Regions from separate parts of the Mus musculus genome. Here region 2 is linked to region 1. A link is a contact called in public Hi-C data. All regions are on one chromosome and are shown on one strand. The core of a region is the stretch at or near the end of the contact, and the rest is flanking DNA. Distances in the headings are between cores, read along the strand shown.

Evidence for each region. Hi-C and Micro-C count contacts between places; a contact is called where the count stands out from the background.
Region 2: a Hi-C map of CD4 T cells shows a contact between it and region 1, with 4 times the contacts expected there. The contact joins the enhancer-like site here to the promoter of Rplp0 in region 1. A contact is called at or near these places in 3 of 484 Hi-C or Micro-C datasets (CD4 T cells, Th1 cells and cerebral cortex), 1 of 115 datasets of contacts at active chromatin or transcription factors (embryonic stem cells) and 1 of 9 other capture datasets (pancreatic islet).

Annotation. Positions count from the first base shown.
Region 1 is chr5:115,557,172-115,562,806 of GRCm38.p6, reverse strand. Rplp0 (ribosomal protein, large, P0) reads right to left here and starts at 3,340. Exons shown (of 7, transcript NM_007475.5): 1 at 3,268-3,340; 2 at 2,919-3,020; 3 at 1,803-2,066; 4 at 1,562-1,708; 5 at 1,289-1,474; 6 at 241-381. The coding sequence starts at 2,972.
Region 2 is chr5:115,714,301-115,719,935 of GRCm38.p6, reverse strand. All of the region lies in intron 2 of Bicdl1 (BICD family like cargo adaptor 1), which reads left to right. Among named protein-coding and RNA genes, the nearest start is that of Bicdl1, 15 kb to the left of the region's middle. Within about 2 kb of position 3,290, at least 48 of the 459 cell types and tissues checked have an H3K27ac peak or open chromatin away from gene starts, as enhancers often do. A contact at or near this core is called in Th1 cells, where this site is marked.

The DNA.
Region 1 (5,635 bases), core at 2,091-4,590:
CTAAGCTCCCAACCTCCAGTAATGGGATTTGATACTCCTTTCTGGAGTGTCTGAAGACAGCAACAGTGTACTCATATAAATAATAAAACTTAAAAAAAAAAAAAGACCAGCTTTGGCTACATGAAACCCTGTCTTGTCTCACAAGGTACCTACTGTGTGACATAGCATGAATACACTAACTCAGCAGACTGCCACTTGCCAACCCGTCAGGCCTCTGTGGTCCTGAAAGGACAGCCTTACCTTTTCAGTAAGTGGGAAGGTGTACTCAGTCTCCACAGACAATGCCAGGACGCGCTTGTACCCATTGATGATGGAGTGTGGCACCGAGGCAACAGTTGGGTACCCGATCTGCAGACACACACTGGCCACGTTGCGGACACCCTGTATGCAGACAAGAATGACATTTTAGCTCCCCTCAGTTCAGTCTCAAGCCTGGGCAGAGCCAAGAGCCATCAGTTTGTGCTCACCCTTCCTCCAGACCTGGCTGTTCAATATTCCTTACAGTGACTTCTGAAAATCTACTCTGTTAGCCTAGTTACTGAGCACTATTAGAATATTAATCCATTTCCAGATGTGATTTACCAGTAATGAAACCTTTTCCCAATCTTGAATTATGAGTGGGGGTGGGCATGGTTGGAGTTAGAAATATAAACTATATAAATAACTCAAAAAAATGTTAAGATTAAAATGCTAAATCTATAGATGCATGTCTAATTTCAGTAAGTTATTCACTCAAGGAAACAATTTTCCTTAAGCTGGGCAGTGGTGGTGCACACCTTTAAACCCAGCACTTGGGAGGCAAAAGCAGGATTTCTGAGTTCAAGGCCAGCCTAGTCTACAAAGCCCAGGACAGCCAGGGCTATACAAAGAAACCCTGCCTCAAAACAAAACAAAACAAATCAAAAAACAAAAAAGGTCAATTTAATGGCAAAAGCCTGGTGTGGGACAGTCTTTAAAAAGATAGAGTAATAACAATTTAAATTGTTAGCATTAAATTGTATTCATCTCTCCTTGACTCAATACTCAAAATCTCACCGACCAGCAATGTTCTATTTTGTTTGAGACCTAGCTGTCCTCAAACTCACAAGAGGGTGCCTGCCTCCGCTGGGATTAGACACAGCCCCCACAGGCAGTGTTTTGCTATCACAGGCTAACAACCTTTAGAGTCCCAGCACATGACCTCCTGCCCAACTCTATTTTCTGCAGATGAGAAGATGGAACAACTGAAGATGCCAGCACGAATCTGTTGTCACACTCAGCATGGGAGGAAGGAGCTGGGCAGACATACCTCCAGAAAGCGAGAGTGCAGGGCCTGCTCTGTGATGTCGAGCACTTCAGGGTTATAAATGCTGCCGTTGTCAAACACCTGCTGGATGATCAGCCCGAAGGAGAAGGGGGAGATGTTCAGCATGTTCAGCAGTGTGGCCTCGCTGGCTCCCACCTTGTCTCCAGTCTTTATCAGCTGCACATCACTCTGAGGAAGAGAACAGCAGGACAGTTATCATCTGGACACACAGGAGGCCCAGCCCAAAGGACCGACCACTGCAGGCCATCTACTCACCAGAATTTCAATGGTGCCTCTGGAGATTTTCGTGGTGATGCCCAAAGCCTGGAAGAAGGAGGTCTTCTCGGGTCCTAGACCAGTGTTCTGAGCTGGCACAGTGACCTCACACGGGGCGATGGCACCAGCCCGAGCAGCAGCTGGCACCTAAACAGAACAGAGGTAGTCGACGGTGAAATGCCTCTCCATCGGTGAAAGCCCCGAAATGGCCAAATCCTCATTCATCGTCCCAGCCCCTTACCTTATTGGCCAACAGCATATCCCGAATCTCAGTGAGGTCCTCCTTGGTGAACACGAAGCCCACGTTCCCCCGGATGTGAGGCAGCAGTTTCTCCAGAGCTGGGTTGTTCTCCAGGTGGCCCCTGATAGCCTTGCGCATCATGGTGTTCTTGCCCATCAGCACCACGGCCTTCCCTCGGAGCGACATGCGGATCTGCTGCATCTGCTTGGAGCCCACGTTGTCTGCTCCCACAATGAAGCATTTTGGATAATCATCCAAAAGTTGCTATGAAGGAAGCCAGGAAAAACTACATTGAGAGGAAAACAAACAAAAAATACCCAGCAAAACCCGAAACCCTGCTACCTCTACCTCCCCATTGCTTCACCCTAGGTGTGACACTTCTCGCTAGGAGCCAGCCACCCGAGCCCAACGTCTGTCTTTATCTGATCCAGCTTCCTTGCTGGTTACGAGTATCACAAAATTACTGTCACAGCCAAAAATTAACTTTTAGCTGGGTGTGGTGCCACACCTGTAAAGACAGGTAAGGCTTAATTGCTAATCCGAGGCCAGCCAGAGCTATAGGGGGAAGACTTGCCTCAAGTAAATCTTAAGCTTTACTTTTTAAATAAGGCGTGCCTGGGTGACCAAAGTGACTCTGATCAGGGAAGAGACAGACTTAAAAAGCACAGAAAACAAATTATAGAGAGGTCGGGGGATCTTAGGTTGTGAAATATAAAAGGTACTACCAGACCCAAAAATCTTTGTCTCTGTCTCGGAAAAAAAAAAGAAAAGTTAACTAAAACAGACTGGTACCTACAAAGTCTGGTAGCTCTGGTTCAAAGCCACCTCAAAGGCCTTTTGTAATTAAGTCACTCAACAGCAGCCTGACTGGCAGGTCTCAGATGGGCAACAAGATGAATCACTCCAGTCTCAGCCCTTTGCACAAACGCGAAGGGCTCGACGAGATGAAAAACTGGGTGAGCGAGCTAGTTCTGGAACGCGGGGGGGGGGGGGGGAGATCCCAAGACTACAGAACTTCCCCAGGATGCCCAAACTCTGTTAAAGCGCGTGGCCAACGACCGCCCCGGGAAGACCCGGAGGCGGAAGCCGCGCGTCCCCGGCCCGCTCCACACTTACGATGATCTTGAGGAAGTAGTTGGACTTCCAGGTCGCCCTGTCTTCCCTGGGCATCACGGCGGTGCGTCAGGGATTGCCACGCGGGGTTTAAAGACGATGTCACTGGGGAGAGAGAGGGGGCAGCTTGAGCCCGGTAACCCCAACACCGGCCCCGATCCCAGGCCTAGGCCAAGCCGGCCACGCCAGAGCTGGGCCCCGGGCTGCGGCCGCCAGCAGCGCGGGCGATCCGACAAGCCAGGCGGTAGACCGGACGGGCAGAGCCCGGCCGCGATCCTTCCCGAGCCCATCGCTCCCACCCGCAACGTCCCCGCGCTCTTGCCGCCCTCCCACAACAAAACAACCCCCCAACCTCCAACGAGGACGCCTGGCGAGAGACGGGCCGCATGCCCGCGTGTGCCTTTTATAGGAGAACCAGGCGGTCCTCGAAACCCGAAGACGACGTCGTCCATGCCTATTGGCTGGTTCCATCGACTGTCCTGCCTCACTCAATAAACATGCGCGTCTATTGGCTGAGACCGCTGCCACTCCAGCAAGTCGGGAAAGTAAAGACAGCACCCGGCCGCAGGAGGCGCGCTTTCAGACCTGCTGCCCTCTGCTGGGTCGGAGCCGCCCTGCAGCGTCACCGAGTCAGTACAGCAAAACAACTTTCTGCGAAACCCTAGCTGATGCTCTAGTCTCCTCTTGTTCTTCCATTCTTTTTTCTTTCTTTTAATTTATTTATTTTTTATTTTTTTAGGTTTTTCTGTATATCCTGGCTGTCCTGGAACTCACTTTGTAGACCAGGCTGGCCTCAAACTCAGAAATCTGCCTGCCTCTGCCTCCCAAGTGCTGGGATTAAAGGCGTGCGCCACCACTGCCCGTTTTGTTCTTCCTTTCAAAACCTACATCTTCACCCGCACAAAGTTAATCAAAGATTGCCGTTTTCTCTGAGTAAACGCCTAAAACGTAGACTATTCTCAAGGTCCCACACGACTGTTTCCACTGTCGCAATCTGTTTTCTTGCTTTCCTACTGATGTGTTTGCCTCTCGCCTGATCCCTTTGCCCTTTTATCCCCTTCAAGAGTATGCCTTTTTTTTTTTTTGGTTTTGGTTTTGGTTTTTCGAGACAGGGTTTCTCTGTATAGCCCTGGATGTCCTGGAACTCACTTTGTAGACCAGGCTGGCCTTGAACTCAGAAATCCGCCTGCCTCTGCCTCCCAAGTGCTGGGATTAAAGGTGTGCGCCACCACCACCGGCTTCACAGCTTTTTGAATGGTGCTGGCCAGCTTCGGTCAGAGAAACTCACCTCCCCCACATCTTGCTGCAAATGCTATCTACTCAAGGAGACCTGCCCTGATTCTTGATTTCAAATTTTAAGGGCGGGGGCAAAACCAAACCTACTCTCCCTTACTCTCCCACCTTCTCCTGCAGCACTTACACCATCTAACTCGCTGTATAATTCACCACATTCTGCTTGTCAGCCTCTCCCTGCAGGAAGGTAAGCTCCACAGGGCAGAGATTTTATTCTGTGCCTGCCAGACAGTGGGCAGATAAGTATTTGTTGAGCAGGCAAAACGCAGGGCATGCGGCCAGATGAGACCCGGATCCATAACTTTGTTCTGCCGCTTGCTGTGTTGTCTTAAAAAGCACTTCCACTTTATTGACCGTTTGCTTTCCCTTCCAGGGATACGGGAGAAAATCGATACATAAAACTAGCTTCTTCACATATATATATATATATATATATATATATATATAATATATATATATATATATAATATATATATATATATATACACATTATATATATACACACACAGTCGTTCAACATTATTTGGATAATTGTTTTACTGAGACAGTCTCACTCCTGCCTTGTTTTTAATTGCTGAGCCATCTTCCCAGACCCATGAATAAATAAATATCCATATATAAATAAGTGTGTATATATGGGGGAAGATATTGAACCTAGGGCCTTGTTCATGCTAAACAAGCAGTCTGTTGTTTTAAAGCTTCCTGGTGCCTTTGAAGATCAGTCCAGTTTGAGAACTGCAGGCATCAGTGGCTGCTGAGGTCGCTCTTTAATGACAAGGATTCCCCATGCTCAGCACTAAGTGCTGGTGCATGTTCCTGAAGCTACCACCGTCACCCCATCCCCACCCCCCAAGTCCTGAGGTGCAATACTTTATCCACAAGAAAGCGCCCAGAGTGTTTAAATCACCTGATGATTTCAGAAGGCTGCAGAAACAGGTTCAAAGGCCACTGTGTGGGCCCCACTGTGCTCCACAGTCAAATCCAAACCCCATGTCTCTCTTTCTCTAAACGCACTTTTCCAAGTGCATACATAATGGCTACGTTACATTTCCAAAGACATCCTGACTCTGACACTATAAATACCCTAACTGTCGTACACCAATATATATTAGTTAGGGTTCTCTAGAGTCACAGAACTTATGGATAGTCTCTATATAGTAAAGGAATTTATTAATGACTTACAGTCTGCAGCCGAATTCCCAACAATGGTTCAGTAGTAGCTGTGAATGGGAGTCCAAGGATCTAGCTCAGTCACACACGGCAAGCAGGCAAGAGAGCAAGAGCAAGACTCCCTTCTTCCAATGTCCTTATATTGTCTCCAGCAGAAGGTGTAGCCCAGATTAAAGGTGTGTTCCACCACACCTCTTAATCCCAGATGAAAGGTGTAGCCCAGATTAAAGGTGTGTTCCACCACACCTCTTAATCCC
Region 2 (5,635 bases), core at 2,041-4,540, 160 kb before region 1:
TTGGGGGTCACCACAACATGAGGAGCTGTGTTAAAGGGTCACAGCATTAGGAAGGTTGAGAACCACTGGTTTAATAGGACCTGGTAGGTACTCTCATAACTACATAGCCACAGCAGAAAGAGTACAGTGAGGCTTGCCGGAGAGGAAAGACACAGCAGTGCTCTTTGCTTGGGTTAATATCTTCTGAGGTTAAATTGGAGGGTTGTTGGAAATCCTACTACATAGTGTCTGGTGCTAGAGCGTCTTTCCCAGATAGCAACAGTAAAGATGTGATTTCTGCTCTTTGGAGAAGTCTGCATCAAGACGCTGTTGGGCACCCTGGAATGTCCCTAAAGCTCACTTGCCAGCGGAAAGCCAGAGCAGTGATCTGAAGGATGTGGAAAGAGCCTGGTTTCTAATAACAGCCACAGCAGTAATAGCAGGCTGCTGTTAGGCTTCTCCATCTTCAGAGGCACTTGCAGTAAGATATTATTTTCAAAATGAATCTCAGTGGTGTTGGGAACTTTAGTCAGAGGTAAAATAAGGCATTTCCACATTTATATTCAACACTGCTCACACGCGATCTGAAACATGAGCGACAGGCTTCAGCACCTGTTGACCAAAGACTGGAAAAACCAATTGATTTCTTCCAGAGAACAAGATTTAAAATTGCTTAGGGAATTCTGAGCTTTTCCCTCCTCAAGTGTATAGCTCTAGAGTTTAAAGAAATTGGTTAGGTCATCACTTTAAACATTTGCCTGGGTTTTATGATGATGTATCAATTACATCAGTCCCTCTCCTCCCTCCTGTGCACCGCCAGCCTACCGCCAGCATTAGAACCACAGGCTGGATCTAGACCCACTTTACTTACTAAGGGCCACCCAGGATTTCAGTTCTCTACAGGACCGAATTAGGTGGTGGTAGTGACTCTTAGGATGGAGTTATCAGATAGATGTTTGCTTTGTCTACTTAAAAACTTAACAAAATAAGACTACCAGTTATTTGGACCTAGGACCCCATTTTAGTTTGTTTACGTTTATAAAGAGGGCTGGAGAGATAGTTCAGGGTTAAGAGCTCTTGCTGCTCTCGACAGGACCCAGGCTTGATTCCTAGCACCTGTATGACTTCCCATAACCATGGACAACTCCAGTTCCAGGGCATCTGGTGCCCTCTTATGGCCCCCACTGGTCCCAGATATGTACACAAGCATGCATTGAGGCAAAAATACCCATACACATAAAGTAAAATTTAATTTGTCTACATTTGTAAAGACCTTTTCTCCAAATAAGTTGACATTCTGACAAAATGGCATTGGGACTTTAAAAGAGGACACAGTCCAACCCATGGTAACATTTTGGGATAGTGGATCCTATCTGGTGCTGTCTGAGGGAGATATTCTTGGTAATGCCCGCTTCTTGAAGGGTTCTGCTCTCTTTCTAACACACTTATACACTATAAAGACTCAAACCTCTAACACCACACAGCCAAGGACCAGTGGGGAGATACCTAGAATACTTTATCCCTTGGGAAAGTTCTAAGTCCACCGACCTCTTTTTCTCCTCTAAGGACTTGCCCACATTCTGTTCTCCTAAGTGACGGGGTTCATTTTTGGTGGTGGGGTTTTGTTTAACTCGGAATCCAGTTCAGTCAGAGGTTATGTCTGAGACGACATCTGGAGAGAGAGGCAGCATCCCTGGAAGAGCCAGAGTTCATGGGAAGCCAGGACCATCTCTGTTTACTCTGCTCTGTGTAAACAAGCATCCATGAGGATGGGCAGTCAATAAAAGGTTGTTGGTTGCCATTAAATAATTTTAAATAGGTTCTAAATAGCCTGTTTAGAACTATACTTTTTTGAAGACTAACCCCTATGCTATAATGTGAGGCATTTCATATTCACACAAAATATATTTGAAACCCAGTGGTCAGAGCAACCATGGGTGTCAGTACTTGGGCTGGTGAGCCTTAGAAGAGAGTGGTGACGTGGTTGCTTAAAAAGCTAGTGCGGTCTTCATAGGTACTGGGGAGATTGTGAAATGCCTAAAGCTGCTGTGAACTGAGAAGAGTGGTGAACTGTGGTGTGGATTTGCAGCCCGCAGGTCTCCAGTTGAACAGTGGTGTGCCTCCCTGCTCTGTGGGCCAGTGGCTCTCTGGGTGAGTAGCTGCTAGCCTTCTCATATGGGAAGTGAACATTCTAGCTTTTCACCAGAAATGTTCTAGTCCTGTGGGAGACTTGGCCTTTGGTTTGGTGGATCCCTGCTGTCTTCCACCCTCTCTGGAGCATGTACTATGGACCAAAGAGCACCCCAGTTCCATGCTGTGCTCATCATTCTTACAGACCACGGTGGTCTGTGGTTTGGAGGGGGCAGCAGCAGAAGTGACCTGGGGACGGCTGCCTCATCGAGGTTGTGCGGTTCCTTCCTGTGAAGCCCTGATGGCTTCTTACTAAAGTAAAAGTCCTGAGAATTCACCTTTCCCCTTCTCATTTGTTCTGCATTAGGGCTGTAATCTCTTTGCTCATTTTCACGGGGCACACCCTGTAAATTGTTTCTTCTCACTGTAACCATACAGGCACCTCCCCAATTTCTCACACCCAGGACCCGTCATGCACCTGGTTTCTCTGGCTATGAGCAGATCTAAGTATACCTAAAGATCTAAAGTGCAAAGCTGATTTGTGACAGTGTATGAAAGGGCTGTTCCAACGGCTGCATGAAGCCAAAAGAGGCTGTCATCATGGACTCACTGAGGCAGTAGAGTGGTTCAAAGGTTTCCTTTGGGACTAGAGGGAGCATGGTGACATATATTCAGAGGGATTGTCTAAAGATGGTCATGGAGAAATGGAAATGAAGACCCACTCTCGGCCGTTCAGGTGAAGCCGGGTGGTCTGAAGTTTCTGTGTGCGAGGTCTCAGCCTCTGAAGGGTGTTCTTTAAGTGCACTGTGCTGTCACTAGCTAGGGAGGGTGGCTTCAAGTTTCTCAAGTTTTACAGATTTTTACTTTTATATATTTTCGGGGATTAAATCCAGGGTAGATTTAAAACTGGTCTGTAGGCAGTCTTCATTAATCAAGATTGGCATGGGAGAGGCCAGCCCACTGTGGGCGGTGCTATTCCTAGGCAGGTGCTCCTGAGTTGTATAAAATAAGCTGAGCAAGCCAGTAAGGAAATAGTGTTCCTCCATGGTCCTCTCGTCAGTTCCTGAGTTCCCTTCATGCTGGACTACAGCTGTGAGCCAGTTGTATAACCCTTCCTTCCCCGTGCTTTTGGTGGTAGTGCAGTACAAAGCACTCCCTTGCCCTAACCCCTCCCCACCCCCACACCTACAAAGAGCAGCTACTCCTGCGGGTTGCTGTCTGTGAGATGTGAGGTGTCTAGGAGGAAGTTGATGCAAGCAGGTGCTTTGTCTGTTTCCTGCCTCCTGGAAGAGGCCACCCCTGGTCAGCTTTTGCTGCTGTCGAACTCCTACGGAACAAACATACTTGGCACACGAGCCAAAAGAAATCTTTCTTTCCTGAAAAGACTTCATTTTTCTCTGAAAAATGAACAGTTGATTTGAGGTTAGCAGCTTCTGGTACATTCCCTGAAACAGCTCTTTACCAGGTCCCCTTTTCAGGATTTCCGTCTTTAACACAGTGGCTGCTGTAGGAGTCGTTCTGTGTGGGTGATGCATAGCTGGCCTTGCCCTTGGGACATTTTACAGTGAGTAACAGCTGCTCGTCAGAGGTATCGTCGATGGCCCAAATGGCTCCAGTTCTTTTTGAGCTGGTGTATTACTTGCCTTTAATACCAGCACTCAGAGGCAGGTGGTTCTCTGCCTGTTGAAGGCCAGCCTGGTCTAGATAGGGAGTTCCAGCTAAGCCTGGGCTACACAGTGAGACCCTGTCTTAAGACAATAAAACAACAGACACAACAACAGACACCTGTTGCATTAGCAGGTGTTGTTTGTTTGCTTATTTTTGTCTGTTTTTGTTTTGTGGCGTAGGAAAATGACAGTTTTCAGTCACCCTCCCATGTAAGAACAAACTTAGTAGGTTTGGGGTGTAGCAAGGATAAAGCGTTTGCCCAGCGTACCTGGAGCCCTGGGTTCCATCCTTACGCAGCCCACACAGCACAGGGCATCCCTTTTGAATGCCTCTGCTCCGACCCCACCTGGGTTGGAAGGACCGCACAGGGTTTTCCATTAGGAATCCAAGGAGCCCTGGTTTTTGACGCTTATTTGAAGTCTCACATACCAGTTAACGGCTGCTTTGAAATTGGCTTTTGTATCTGTTCAGGGATGGAGAGTCAGGAAGAAAGAATTCGCCTCTTCATGTATATTCCTACCTGGACTGATTTCTTGGACATTTGAGGTGATACTGGTTGGTGGATGCTGTTTTGTATTGCCTTAGCTCCAGAGACTCTGAGTCTCAGGTTCAATTTTAACAGTTCCTGTGCATCATATCAAAGATGTTCTAGAATGATCGGAAAGTGTTGATCACGACAGCTAATCGAGAACAGATTTGCCTACAGCAGTATTCATCTCTGAAGTCAGTTCCAGCATTTCTCGAGGGTTGCCGTGGCTAATTAGTAAGTTAAACATGAGGTGGTAATTGCATATTCTTTAAGCATATGGGTGTTTCTATTGGTAAGTGTTGTCTTCACTGTGGAAGCCTGTTCTTAACTACTTACACTGGGAGAGTGTGGCCGGGTCTGAATATTCCAAGTTATTGAATGTAGCTGTATATAGCTCTAACTTTGTTTTTTACGAAAAAGAGAGCCTAGGTTCTAGCATATTAGGTCTAAAATTTGGAGTTTGGCTCAAGGGTCAAATGATTTTGTGTGGATAGAGAGCACAGTGTTGCTAGATTTACCTGGGAAACTAGCATTTCATGAGATGTGGGTTTCCTTGTCTCTTGTAAACTATTCAGTAGATCAGAAAGGTGAAGCCAGTTAAGTGCCTGCCTGGCCACTGTGAGCCTGCGACCTTTCGCACCGGGCACCTGGGTTTAAATGGCAAGAAGTTCGCAGGCAGAGGAGAATTAAGTGGCACCGAGAGCAAACTGTGTGCTGTTTTTTGGCATCTGTGCCACCCGGCCATCGGCTTCAGTCATAAAATACCTGCCCCAGTGAAAAACAAAACTGTGTTTGGTGACTAAGTACAGTCATTAGGAAAGCAGGTGATTATCAGTGGGAGGGGAGGCCCTAGGTCCTGTGAAGGCTTGATGCCCTAGTGTACAGGAATGCTAGGGCGGTGAGGAGGGAGTGGGTGGGTGGAGGAGCACCTTCATAGAAACAGGGTAAGGGGAGATGGGATAGGGGGTTTTTACAGAGGGGAAACCGGGAAAGGTGATAACATTTGAAATGTAAACAAATAAAATATTCAATTAAAAATACTGAATTGGTTCATGTGCATAAAAAGAAAAGCAGGTGATTTTTAGACATAGGGATCCTATCTTTGCTGTTTCTCTTTAGAGTCTGGGGCAATACCAGAGCTATGTCACACAGTTTAGAGTGCTAAGAGAACGAACATCTAACATCTGGACCAGTGGCTTTTCACATCTGTACTTTTTAAATTTTTGAATGCTTTGAAAAACATTACAAAAGCAGACATGGACTCTGAGACCCATGCACACATCCATTTAACCCTGAGACCATGAAGGGCTCAGCTGGGCTGCCAGCTGA